Regions from separate parts of the Arachis hypogaea genome. Here region 1 is linked to region 2. The links are chromatin contacts, called in public Hi-C maps. All regions are on one chromosome and are shown on one strand. The core of a region is the stretch at or near the end of the contact, and the rest is flanking DNA. Distances in the headings are between cores, read along the strand shown. Region 1 holds the start of LOC112737752. Region 2 holds the start of LOC112737749 (pentatricopeptide repeat-containing protein At3g58590).

What was found. Hi-C and Micro-C count contacts between places; a contact is called where the count stands out from the background.
Region 1: a contact with region 2 is called in a Hi-C map of leaf, with 7 times the contacts expected there. The contact joins the promoter of LOC112737752 here to the promoter of LOC112737749 in region 2. A contact is called at or near these places in 2 of 8 Hi-C or Micro-C datasets (both in leaf).

What each region holds. Positions count from the first base shown.
Region 1 is chr13:24,741,339-24,747,913 of arahy.Tifrunner.gnm2.J5K5, reverse strand. LOC112737752 reads left to right here and starts at 3,008. Exons shown (of 6, transcript XR_011869477.1): 1 at 3,008-3,428; 2 at 3,950-4,123; 3 at 4,689-5,343; 4 at 5,462-5,530; 5 at 5,626-6,540.
Region 2 is chr13:24,551,676-24,558,094 of arahy.Tifrunner.gnm2.J5K5, reverse strand. LOC112737749 (pentatricopeptide repeat-containing protein At3g58590) reads right to left here and starts at 3,016. Exons shown (of 6, transcript XM_072210614.1): 1 at 3,004-3,016; 2 at 2,440-2,464; 3 at 2,144-2,245; 4 at 1,560-2,065. The coding sequence starts at 3,016. LOC112737748 (pentatricopeptide repeat-containing protein At1g77360, mitochondrial) reads right to left here. Exons shown (of 2, transcript XM_025787810.2): 2 at 3,146-4,728. The coding sequence starts at 4,709. The coding sequence ends at 3,267.

The sequences.
Region 1 (6,575 bases), core at 1,759-4,258, 190 kb before region 2:
GAACAGTAGTTTTTCTCATACATTTGGTAGTCTCTGTTGATGTTTTCGTTCGTTTCTGATTGTTCCTTGCGAAATCTTCTCGCGATTCTTCTGCAGTAGTGGTTTTCGCAGAGAACGTGACTGAAGTTTGAGTGATTTTGAGAGAGATTCAAAGAGAATGAGCGGTTTCGTATTGCAATTTCGTGAGGAAGAAGTAACGTTTTTTCATGATGATAAGTGCGAAGTAACGAAGGGTTTTCGGGTGCGTGTTTTCACTCGTCATTAATGCGCGTGACTCTATTTGAGCTTGGGTCAACTTGGTTACATGGTTACATGAATGTGTAGCATGTTTAAATACATAAATTCTTTCTCCAATTTAATCTCTTGTTTCTAACAACTAATAATATTATAATTATCTTCCTAGCAAAGAAAATATCACTAAAATTTAACAAATATATTATGCTTAATATGTGATTATTATTGTTACACTATTTACTGTTTTTAGAAACTAAGCAACTTTAATTAATGCTTTGGCTTTGGTTTTTGGTTGCCTTAAGTTGTATAGTAACAACTAACAAGAATGGGAAGGATAATTGAGAAGGTAAAGGAAACGGAGATGACAAGGAAATAGTGCATACTCGAATATGGCAACAACACTCTTTGTATAAAGGTACCTACGTTAAAGGTAACTGCCCCAATGGCACAGGACATCGGTGCCCGTTATCTAATTTCGTGGATAATCACAAAAAGAAAAAAGTGGTTTGTTTTATAGAGAGATATTCCTGCCCCAAAACACATGGAGATGTTGAATCCAAATATCCCAATTGTTCTTTCTTTTGGGGCATAGAAATTAAAAGATTCCCAGCCATGTGTAACAAGATTTTATCGCTAGCCCAATATTTTAAATAAAAAGTTATACAAATTACTATTTGTAATCCAACTTTTCATACGTAACTATCAAGTAAATTTACTACGCCAGATGAAAATTGAGGGGAAAAAATAGCAACAATGTAAGTTTTGATTAATTTGATAAGAACAACCGGAGGTAGCACATTTTTTTTTGGTTCAGAGAGCAAGAAAGAAGGATAAGCTGTATGTAGTATGGAACCAAACAAAATTCAGGCTTTGACAAGATAATTTTTTCAAAAAAAGAATTGGCATTTTATTTCTTCAGAAGTTATATGAGCATTGTTTTTATAAGTGGTAAACAATTAGTATATTTGATTTAATTTTTACAAGAACATTTAGGTAATTATATAAGAAATATATACAATTTTTTTTTAAAAAAAATCTCCACCCCACTTTTTTTTCATTTTTTCCTTTTGAACTTTTTTGCCATTTGTGTAAAGAAAATCACTAAACAAATTCACCTAACATAAAATTATTAAATTTTAAAAATAAAAATCTCATATATCTAAATAAATTTATAAATAATCATATTAAAATAAAACTTGACATATTGCATAACACAACGAGACAAGCCACAAAATACAAATATATAATTTGTCCAAATCTATCTACCTTCTTAGATCATATATATGTTATTCAAAAATAAAACAATCCAATTAGGGTTAATTTTTTTGGATATTGGATAAAAATGGGTGTAATTCTTTAATATTGGAAGTTATGGTGTTTTAAAAAATTTTGGGGGCTATAGAATTCGCAGAGTGCAAATTGTCAAATTAATTTTTTTTAATTTATAAAGACAATACACAGACTACGTATTGTATTATTTTAATATTAATTACAATACGCAGACTGCTATTGTATTATTTTAATATTAAATTACAATACACGGTCTGCGTATTGACAATACACGGTCTGCGTATTGTCAGTACAATACGTGTTCTGCGTATTGTGCTTACACAGAACAGCGCCCCCAGATTACTGTAAAATTCTATTTTTTGTAACATTAACGTAAAACTCTCTTCACTCTTCCATATTAAAATAAAAAATCCTCCAATTAGGGGTGTGCATGGCCGGGCCGGGATGGAGCCGGCTCCGAACATTTTAGGAGCTAATTTGGTGTGATTTCATCGAATTTAAGATCGGGTAAGGGTCTAAAAAATAGACTCGGTCATTATTTCGGGTCGGGTACAGGCCATAGCTCGGGTCACCCGAACTCAGACCGGTGGCCCGGTCATCATACACAATTAATATTTTGTGTTATTAGTGATGAATGATGTCTATTCTTATGTGGAATTTAAGTATTATAAATCTTAATATTTTGTGTTATTAGTCATTATAAGACTATAAGTTAATGTTTTATGTTTAAAATGTATAAGATTTTAGACTAATGTATAATATTGTGTTATTTGTATTGATTTAAATATTTGGTGTTATTAGACAATATTAGTATTGATTGTGGTTATGCTTTAATTTTAGAGAATTGTTGGTTCTTATTATATTTTTTTAAGTGAATTTTACCATGTCAAATAATTGTTGAAGTCTTGAAAATTTAGATATTTTTATATGCTAACTTTTTTTTTTAACAAAGATAGGAGACTCGAACCCGCAACCTCTTAATTGAGTATGGGGAGACTATGCCATTTGAGCTATTACTCATTGGCGCTAATTTGGAAAGATAGGAGACTCGAACCCGCAACCTCTTAATTGAGTATGGGGAGTCTATGCCATTTGAGCTATTACTCATTGGCGCTAACTTACAAGAAGGTATCAAGGTAATGTAATGTTAACGGTCCAGTTTTTACCCAGTTTTTACCCAATATAATCGTGATCCGAAAGTATGTAGGTTTTATCGGATCTAGAGTCAGATTCGAGTCTAACAAATATGCCCATTATATATTTCGGGCGAATCTGATTCACATCACACCCAATTTCACCCGACTCATAAACACCCCTAAATTCAATATTTCACAAGATGTTTTTTTTTTTTCAAAATTTATTTTGTCAAAAATAAAATATTTTGGGTCAACAACTTTTTGCTGGTACAAGCAATTTTTTCTGAACTGTTAGATTTTTAACGGATTGGACCATCGTTTAAAGATTTTTATACAGGTCCAAACTTAATACTTTAATAGCAAACTGAATCAAACAAATCGTTGATTTATCAAATTTCCGGCTGAATCGGACGGTCTGATCGGATTCGGATAACAATGGTAAAATAGTAATTTTGTAAAAATGACGTTGACTTGGCGAGTAGAACGTAAGCCGTAAGGACAAAGATGCACACGTGTACGGACATCTTAATGCCTCAAGAAGCTGAATGCCTACTGTGCACGTTTTCTCTTCGTTCATCCTCGTATTGTAAACATAACCGCCGCAAAAGGTCATAAAACTCCTTTTATAACTTTATCCAAGCTTTTCTTTCTCCTAACCCTTTTCGTGTTACAATTGCACATCTTATCTTTCTTCCTCCCTTTAAATAGCAATTCAATTGGCTGAACATGTTGATTGATGGTCTCTTAATTCTCTGCTTCTACGAACAGGTAAGCTCTGACATCTCTTTCTATGCCCAAATTAGCTATCCTCTATGTTAATTTGTAGTACTTTTTTATCATCAAAATCTCTTTCCTTTGTTGATTTTCTATTTTTTCTTATTATAATTTGGTGTTTTTGTTTGTTTATTTTGTTTTACTTCTTATTTTAGATGTCCCTAATCCAATTTCTTCTATTTTTTGCTGATGTTTGGTGTACGAAAAAGATGAAAAAATTGTGTGGCTTAAATTATCCGAAGGGTTTGATATGGGTTCAAGGATGCAGGTTTGTTAGTTAGAGACTAGTAGTTTTGTTGGTAGGTAAGAAAGTGGGGCAGTGGGAAGTTGGAGCTTTTAAGTTTGGCATTATTAGACAAAGACTTTTTTAATTGAATTTCCATTAATGCTCTTGTTTAATTGATTTTCTTTTTTTTTTTTCCAATCCATTTTATGTATTTGTTATAACTTATAACACTCTTTAATCAAGATACTTTCATGACTCCGTTGGATACTTTGTTTCTGATTTCTTGCAGACAATCAGGTAGAAGTAGAACCACCATCAGACAGTGTCTGGACTTAGTAATATTCTAGAAAAGGATATAGGATATACTATGATCACTATGGATGTGAAAGGCATAACTTGGGTGGGAAATATATACAAGAAATTTGAGAATATGTGCCTGGAAGCTGAAGATATAATCTGCGAGGTATGGCTCCCTTTTCGAATAATCTTGACCTATGTTAAACATATTGATTGTTTTAAATGGAAGGATAACTTAGATTACCCTAATAAGTGCACATGTCTTTGCTTCACCATGTATCATAATACGATTTGTTTTTGCACTGCAGTGCATTGCTTGGAATTAGGTTCACTCAATTCTAATATGAGGGGGTTAAAATAGTCATAATTTTGAAGGAGAAAGAAAAACTACAGCTTTGTTTTTCAAAATAGGATGCCATTTTTTTTTTTTTGTAAAAAGGAAAATTTACTTAAAAACGAACCTTAGAAAATTTGCAAAGGAAAAAGTTGCAGAAATATTCATTATCTTCATTTTCAAAGGCTCACACACATTTCTGAATGTTTAATGCAACTGTTTGCTAATTTTTTTCCCCGTTTTCTATTAGTGGTGATTTATGACAAGCTTGTGGTCTCTATCTGTTAACAGTAGTTGGTTTAACTGTTCTAAACACTGATGGCTCCAACTCTTGCATTGATTGACAATTATAATGGCTGTTATATCTCTTATTTCTGTTTTTTTCATTGAGAAATAGGATGCAGTTAAATATATAGAGAATCAGATGCAGACTGTTGGCACGAATGTTAAAAAGTTATATTCAGATGTTATGCGAGATTTCATTCCTCCATGTTCCTATGATTTGGATGAAAAAGAAGCCTCTGGACCTGTAGATCAATACATTGATGCTTGGTTATTTGAAAGGCCATTTCAAAGTTTGAAGCAAAAACCTATGAAGGAAGATTTCAAACAAAAGAAATATGATTCGGGAATTCATCATGATAGCAATAATGATACCATTCGTGCTGCATCTGATGATGGAACTTGTCATTCTGATGCTATGTTCATATCATCTTCTAGAAGTTCGGTCAGAAGAAGAAACTTCATTTCACATTCAAGACATTATGTTGAGACCACGAATATCAAATCGAATATTCGTATCGATGGAAATCAAGTAAATAAAAGAGTTGTTGCATCCAAGAAATTCGATAAAACCCCTCTGGCAGAAACAAATGTATGCAGGGCATCCCAATCTTGTGAGACCTCGAATGAAGATATAAGTCCTGCAGTTGGTGATTCAAAGCCGCCTTCATCTGAAGTTACAAGGTGTTCCTCCATAGCAGACTCTTGTATCGAAATTGAAAATGCTAGTTCTGAACAATCCCCCAATGTTCCGGAATTCACCAAATCAGGTGAGCTTATGAGAATCACTTTGTTATAGTTTCAGAATTTTCCTTGTCATTTTTGTTTTCTCACTTTCGGCTTCAGCTCTGATGGACTTTCTTGATAACTATATTGTTTCACTTGTAGGGTTATCTTCCGATAGAACAATACAGGCTGATGATTGTTCTTCCAGCATGGTAGTGATATCTCATCCAGGTATTAATTCATATCGTTATGAAATATGAAGTAGTTGGTTTAAATACTCACTGTATGTATGTATGTATGTATGACTTTCTGACATCTCACTTCAGTGTTAATGGCGCCCAAACAAGCCCTTCATCTTCAAGCCAGAATCACTTTATATCTTGGTTTCTTTTAAGTATTTGATTTATCCCTTTTATGGGTGCTAGAGAGGCGTCGAGATGAAAAGCTACAACCAGTATATTTATGGTTTATAATTATATAAGATAGCAAGCAAACTTTTGTGGATGAGAATGGTAATGAGAGACTCCTACCACTTTATGGGATTCCTTCGAGTCAGGATGGGTTAGTAAGGTTTTTGGTAATAGTACCTGTGTGCTAGGGGATCCACTGGGATCCCAATAATAAAAGTATGCTGATCTTTCACGGTCACTTAGTTTGGTCGAGATATCGACTTGCTTCCCTTTTTGCACTATAAACCAATGTTATAATTTTCTTGATTTCCCTAGTGACTTCAATTTTGTGTTACTTTTACAAGTGGGTTGTGTGTAATAACGTTACACAGGTTTGTTAGTGCAACCTCTGCCACTATTTTAGGTTTGTTTGTGTCTTCACTATGCAACTCAACCCAGAACTTGTACTCATTTAGGACCTCAAAATTTCAAATAACACACATAAATGATAAATTTATATTTTTGGTTGTAATCAAAATTGCATGGAGAGTCAAGATTCGTTTAATCTGTCATAGGTTTATATTTGTTCTCAAGTTCGTAGCGATGAGACTTCACATAATCCTTCATCCCTGGCACCTATTAGCGAACGATTCAATTTCATATTTTTCTTGTGCATGGTAACTCGTCATTTTAAAAATTCCAAGTACATGAATTTCTGAATTAACAACACTTGATGAAGGGCACAAAACCATGCAACAAGATAATCTGAATCTCGAGGAAACTTGTGTTATGGTGACTGGAGACGAACTTAAATTAGTTCCCAAGGTAGGCGATAGTTCGAAGACTAACAAGGTACACACTCTCGTCCCGAAAATTCCTCCTCTATT
Region 2 (6,419 bases), core at 1,767-4,266:
CAAAATTTTAGTACCAATCTCTGAGCGAACAAACATGATATTAAGTCTCAGTCTCTCCGTCTCTGTCCCAATCTCTCAAAACAAACGCTACCAAAGTAACACAGGTACTACTAGTTACTGCAGCAGCATCAAGTCGTCTCCCATTACACATTATACCCCACAAGTCGTACTCTGAGCAAATATATATATATATATAGAGAGAGAGAGAGAGACACACACTTGTAATTTGTTATGAGTGAAGTGTGGAAAGTAAAAGCATCCAAGTGATCCAAGTTTCCAAACAATCAAAGCATCAAGATATAAGCACAAATAAATTTTAAAAAAAAAAGTGAAAAAAGAAATAGAAGATGGAATGCACTTCAACAAGCAGAGTGAGAGTGATGGTAGTGTGTTGATAGGAAGAAAGACTAGAAGACTTCTTGAAGAAGTTTAAAAAAAGTAACAGAAAATAAAACAGATTTCGCATTTTGTGCAAAGCCGAAAAGAAAAACATGTCATTTAATTGGGCTTTAGGGCTTACAAAAATGTGCTGAGAAAAGAGAAGAGGGGGGAGGGGCTTAGATAAAAATACTAGGAGCCGTCCCTATTGGTTTTCTATACTTCTTCAAATAGATAAACTATCATGCATAGTTGTCAGAACCGACCGGTGATCGAATCGGTCGGACTACTAGGTCACTCGGTCTCTAGTTCAACCGGTGGGTCAAAGGTTGAATCGATTGACCCATACTTATTAAAATAAAAATATAAAATAATCAAAAACTTAAAATTAAAATTTGAAATACATGTCTTCACAAACATGTTAACAATAATCAAGTCTCAAATTCTAAAAATAACTAATACTAAAATAGACATAAAATTAGTCAGCATTATTACAATAGTATCTTAATTTGACACAATAAGAACAACAATTCATAAACTAAGTCCAAGGAGTAATTTCAAAGCATAAGCTTCTCGCAATATATGCATAACAAAATAGTTTTTCCAGATTCAACTAATTGTTTACAATGGCCCCACACAGGATCAGTTTTTCCTCTATTATTATTTGTTTGGGTTACAATTGTTGTATCAAGAGTTGATCCTTGTTCTTGGGACGATGGTGTTTGTGGTGAATCCATCTTAAAATCCCGTAAAAGAAAAAAATTCAATCAACTAAGTAACTAAGAGCAAAACCAATCAGCATCATTACAACAGCAACAATCAACAATCAACAAAACCACTGCATATTCATAATCAGCAAAACCAATTCATAAACAATTCAACAATCAACAAAATCATTCATAATCAGCAAAACAATTCATAAACCAATTCAACACTCAACAAAATCACTGCATATTCATAGTCAGCAAAACCAATTCATAAACCAATTCAACAATTAAATTAACAACAATAACATTTCAACCAATTCAACATTTCAAGTTCAACCACTGCCATATTCTAATCAGATTCATAAATCAATCAACAATAAAATCAACAGAAATAACATCAATGAATCAACTATTAAAAATTACTATAGAATATTAGAATAACTAAACACACAAAAAAAAAAAAAAAAAGCTTACCAGTTGACTGTTGTTGCAGCGGCAGAATCGAGCAGTGCAGGCAGACAAGCAGTGCAGTGCAGGCAGCAACACCCACGGACGACGAGAAGCAACAACCACGCACAGCTCGAGCACTCACTGGCGGAGGGAGGCGCGGCGAGAAGCGAGCAGCTGAGGCGAGCAGAGACGGAGGACAGAGGCGAGACGCGAGCAAACGAGGCGTTGGGTTGGGTGCAGTGATGGCGGACGACGACGACACGCAGCAGGAACTAGGAAACACAGCTCGAGGCCTCGAGCACTCACCGGCGGAGGCGCGGCGAGACGCTGGCAGCCGAGCACAGACAGAGGAGAGCAGCGACACGCGAGCACATGACTCGGAGGATCCGGCGAGAGGCGCGGCGACGGCGGCGAGCGTGCGGTGGCGGTGAACGGAGGTGGAGTGAGCCGCTGAGGTGACCTCTGATGGTGTCTGGGGGTGAGCTCCCAGCCGTTTGTGAGAGTGAGAGAGAAGGGGGTGTGGGGTTGTGCTTCAGAACTAGGAGGTTTCTTGAACCCGCCGGTTCACCGGTTTTGATAAAATCCGACCCAGTCAAACCAGTTCTTACCAGTTTTGCTCCTTATCCGGTCCAATTATAAGTTCGGACCGACCTAAAGCTGGATTGCCGATGTTTCCGATCCGACCGGCCGCATCAGTCCGATTTTTACAACTATGTGCATATTATTGGACTAACGGATCACATTTTATTAGCTATTCTAAGAGTGTGAAAAAGGAATAAATAAATAACCTAATTATGTTTTCTAGTCAAATTAAGGAATCTAATGTCTCTCTGCCACAGCATGTTTGAAAAGGCATGAAGAATGAAAAGATATATCACACAATCTATATATCTTGGTAATGTACTTTGGAAATCCATTAAACCCCACCCCTAAAGAATATTAACCAGGGAAAAAAAATCTAACATTAATAAGGCAGTTGAAGTAGTTGAATGAAATTCACTAATATAACGGTAACTAGTTCTTTAATTGTTGAAACTATTAAGCCTTAGAGCAAATACAATAGTAGTGAAGCAAATTCAGTCTGAATAACAAGATTTTTGACATAAACTATTAAATATATAATTATTTATGCACTTTTACCTAATAACTTAAGTTTTAGAGATAAATAATTTGATAACAAATATTTTGAATATTTTAATTACTAACTTGAGGCTAATTCACTCAATTATGTGATGTGATGACATGTTGGAACTTGGAAGTGTCACCAATAAATATATCATTACAAAACTTAAAACCATTACAGAGAATATATATTTCACTTGATCATTTTAATTCAAACAAAAAAAAATCAATTACAAAAAATTATCAAATAATCAGTTATCAATTGAATCAATTTGGTTTTTATTGAAAACTTTATTAAAAATTAATGATTAATTGGAATTTTCAAAACTTTGAGAATAATTCATACATGGCAAAGTCATTTCTAAAAATTGTATTCTTAGCAACGATATTTCTGGAAATAAAAATCAAGAAGACATTTATCTTTTATCCCTCTTTATTTAAGCCATATTTATTATTTATCATCTCAAACCATATTTAAAGCCTCCATATTTGAACATAAAGCTCTAAGGCCCTTTACTTATTTACCGGCAATGATAGATATAACTTTATAAGCTACATTGATTAAATAAAGGCTCACTAGAATGTAAAGTATGTAAGATTAGCTAAAGCCTAATCAAATAAAGGCTCCTTGACAAGAAGATCAACTTTCTCATGAAGAAATTTTAGCACATCCTCTCGCCCTTCCTTTATAAGTAACTGTCTTAACTTGGCGAATGTTGAACCAGATGGTCGAATTCCATTTTCTATCATCTCTTCCATCAAAACACATGCTTTCATAGCATTGCCCTTTTGGCACAACCCATTGATGAGGACTGAATAGGTGTGCAAACTTGGGACAAACCGTTTTGACTTCATATACTTCCATATTTTCGTAGCCATCTCTAGTTCATTTCTCTCACAAAACATTTTTATCAACATTGTATAGGTATCGGCATCCGGTTCGCAAGACTTAACCATCCGGCGGAAGACCCTAAAAGCTCTATCAGTCTCTCCCTGGCTTATCAAACCGCTTATGATAACATTGCAGGTCCTTGAATTAGGATCAACACCATTGGATTCCATCTCTTGCAAAACTCGATGAACATTTTTGAATTTGTTTGCTTTACAGAAAGCACCAATCAATGCATTATACACCACAACATCTGGCTTGATTCCCTTGCTTTCCATCTCTATGAATGTGTTGATAGCATCTTCAATCCGATTTTCCACCCCATATGTGTGGACCAGGACACTATAAATAAAAGAAGTTGCCCCGCAATTGTTAGCATCCATTTCCTTTACTATCTCTACAGCTTCATCAACTCTTCCGGCTTTGCAAAGAATGTCAACCATTATTCCATATGTGACAATATCCGGATCACATCCCATGCAAACCATCTCTCTAAAAACCTCTCTTGCTTTCGGAAGACTCGGAGCCCTTCCCCATCCATCAAGCAATATGCTATAAGTTTTTGAGTCCGGGACAAAGCGATCCTTCATAGAGTCAAAGATCTCCTGAGCCTTTCTCACATTCTTGGACTTGCACAATGCACTTAGTAAACCGTTAAATGCAGCAAGATTTGGAGATATGTCATATTTTTCCATGACATTAAACGTATAAATGGCCTCATCTACCTTCTGAGCTCGGGCATACTTTCGCATGATGATACAGAAAGTCTCAATATTCAACATCCCCTTTTTCCTCATAGCATTGACAAGATCCCACATGATCTGGTATTGCCTTATTTTGGCCAAAGACTCAATCATTGAGTGATATGCCTTGACGTCGTGTGTGTAATTTCTCTGCTTCTCAGCCCACTCGAAGAACCGGAACGCCAACATACCGGCATTCTCAAAACTCTTGAGGACACTCTGGACCAAATCCGGTGAAACTCTAACACCAGTTTGATTAAGAGCAGTGTCCAGTCCCATTGGAGGACATGACATCATAGTCTTGCATACCATTCTAGTTGCATCTGTAACCTCTTGAACTGGTTCACTTGTACAATACAATTTGGCAAACAATACCCATTTGGATAATGGTTTTTTCCTGTTGTCAAAAACTCTGATCATTGTTCCTTCCAAATCAAACCTAATTCAACACAAATAAACAAACACATGGTGGGCATCACATGTTACTATATAATCTAGTGGTGGTTGTTTAATAGAACTGCATGAACAAATATAATCTAGTGCACCATTTATGGGAGTGAATCAGCAATGAAATAGTACAATGTTTCAATGTGCATTTTTATTTGACAAAACAACCTCGTCATTTGAGTTGCTTTTCAATACATTTGTTAAATCAAATAGATAATCAACCATCAAAGCCGATTTTCCAGATAAAACTCAAAATGAAGCACCACTTCCAGATTTAACAAATGTCATATATCAAGGAGGTATGCTGTCATACTAAAAGGGATGACAATTCAGATCTCGGGGCAGGTTTTTTCAACGATTGACTGGGTATAGAGTGGATTTTGGGTAACATTTGCTGATTTCTGTTTGGATATGGGGCAGGTGTTGGTAATGGCTCCCACGCCCTATTGTTAATTAGTTTTATATGCTGTGTGTTAAGACTATTTTGATATTCTAAGGCTATTTTGATGGATTGTAAGACTATCTCTATGCTATTTGTTGTTGTGAACAATTTAAAATTATCTTTGTACTTAATTATATTTTTGAAGAATTTAATCATGTTTGGAATTTTATTTATTAATTTAGTTCAATTTGTTTATTTTCATGCTATAGTTTTTCTAAAGAGAAAAATTATAAATCAATTAAATTCCAAGGTTCCAACAGAGCAGGTACAGGACAGGTATATATACCTGCAGGTTTGGTGTGGGATAAAAATTAAGATACCCATAAGTAATGGAGCGGAGAATGGGCAATGCATAGGTGTTTGGGACGGATATGAGTACTCAAATACCCGTCTCGCCCCGCCCCATTGCCATCCATATATACTAATAAAATTTTTGTTATATGACCATTATATTGTTAATATTAATAATTTTTTTCATGCTAATTCTCTATTTAACTGGTATATTCTTTCGATCTAATAAGGATATGATAAATAATAAGTAATGGACAACATTTTTAAGCTTCATTTTGAATTTGGTTGTAACCAATTAATGTTCATGCTAGAAACATGAGTTTAGTGTGTTCAATAAAGGTTAAAATCAGGAATATAAAATCTTGAAATCAATTACATTTTATTCAGTTTGGCCTAATAAGCATGATGTATCATGTCACTTTCTACTTGGCTAAATGGGGAACAAAATGGACTCACACTTCAAACAGTCAAAACTCATAAAGAGTGATCATTTTCAGTTCTTTATCAGAAGCTTCTTTACCGAACAAACTTTCTCTTATTTTCATGAGAAACCGACAAAAATATTTGAAAAAAAAAAGACATTGAGCGAAGAAATGTACCAATTTAGCTATTGGAGTGGGAAAAAATCATTAGGAGGTTCCCCTTTATATTTCTATAGAAAGCTTAAATAATTTATTAAGAGGTTCCCCGACCAACCAAACCGAATTGAAATGCACTGTTATCAAAATGCCTAAATATCACAACCAAGAAACAAACCAAGAATCAAGAACAAAATCAGAACAAAGACCCAAGAACAAAATACAGTCTAGATCCAAGAATCACAACCAAAATCATAATAGTATTAATATTGAATTAAAAAAAAGCATCAGAACAGAAAAAAATAATACAATAACAGAAAACAGAACAAATAATTACACAATAATAGAAAACAGTCCAACAATCAACCTTAA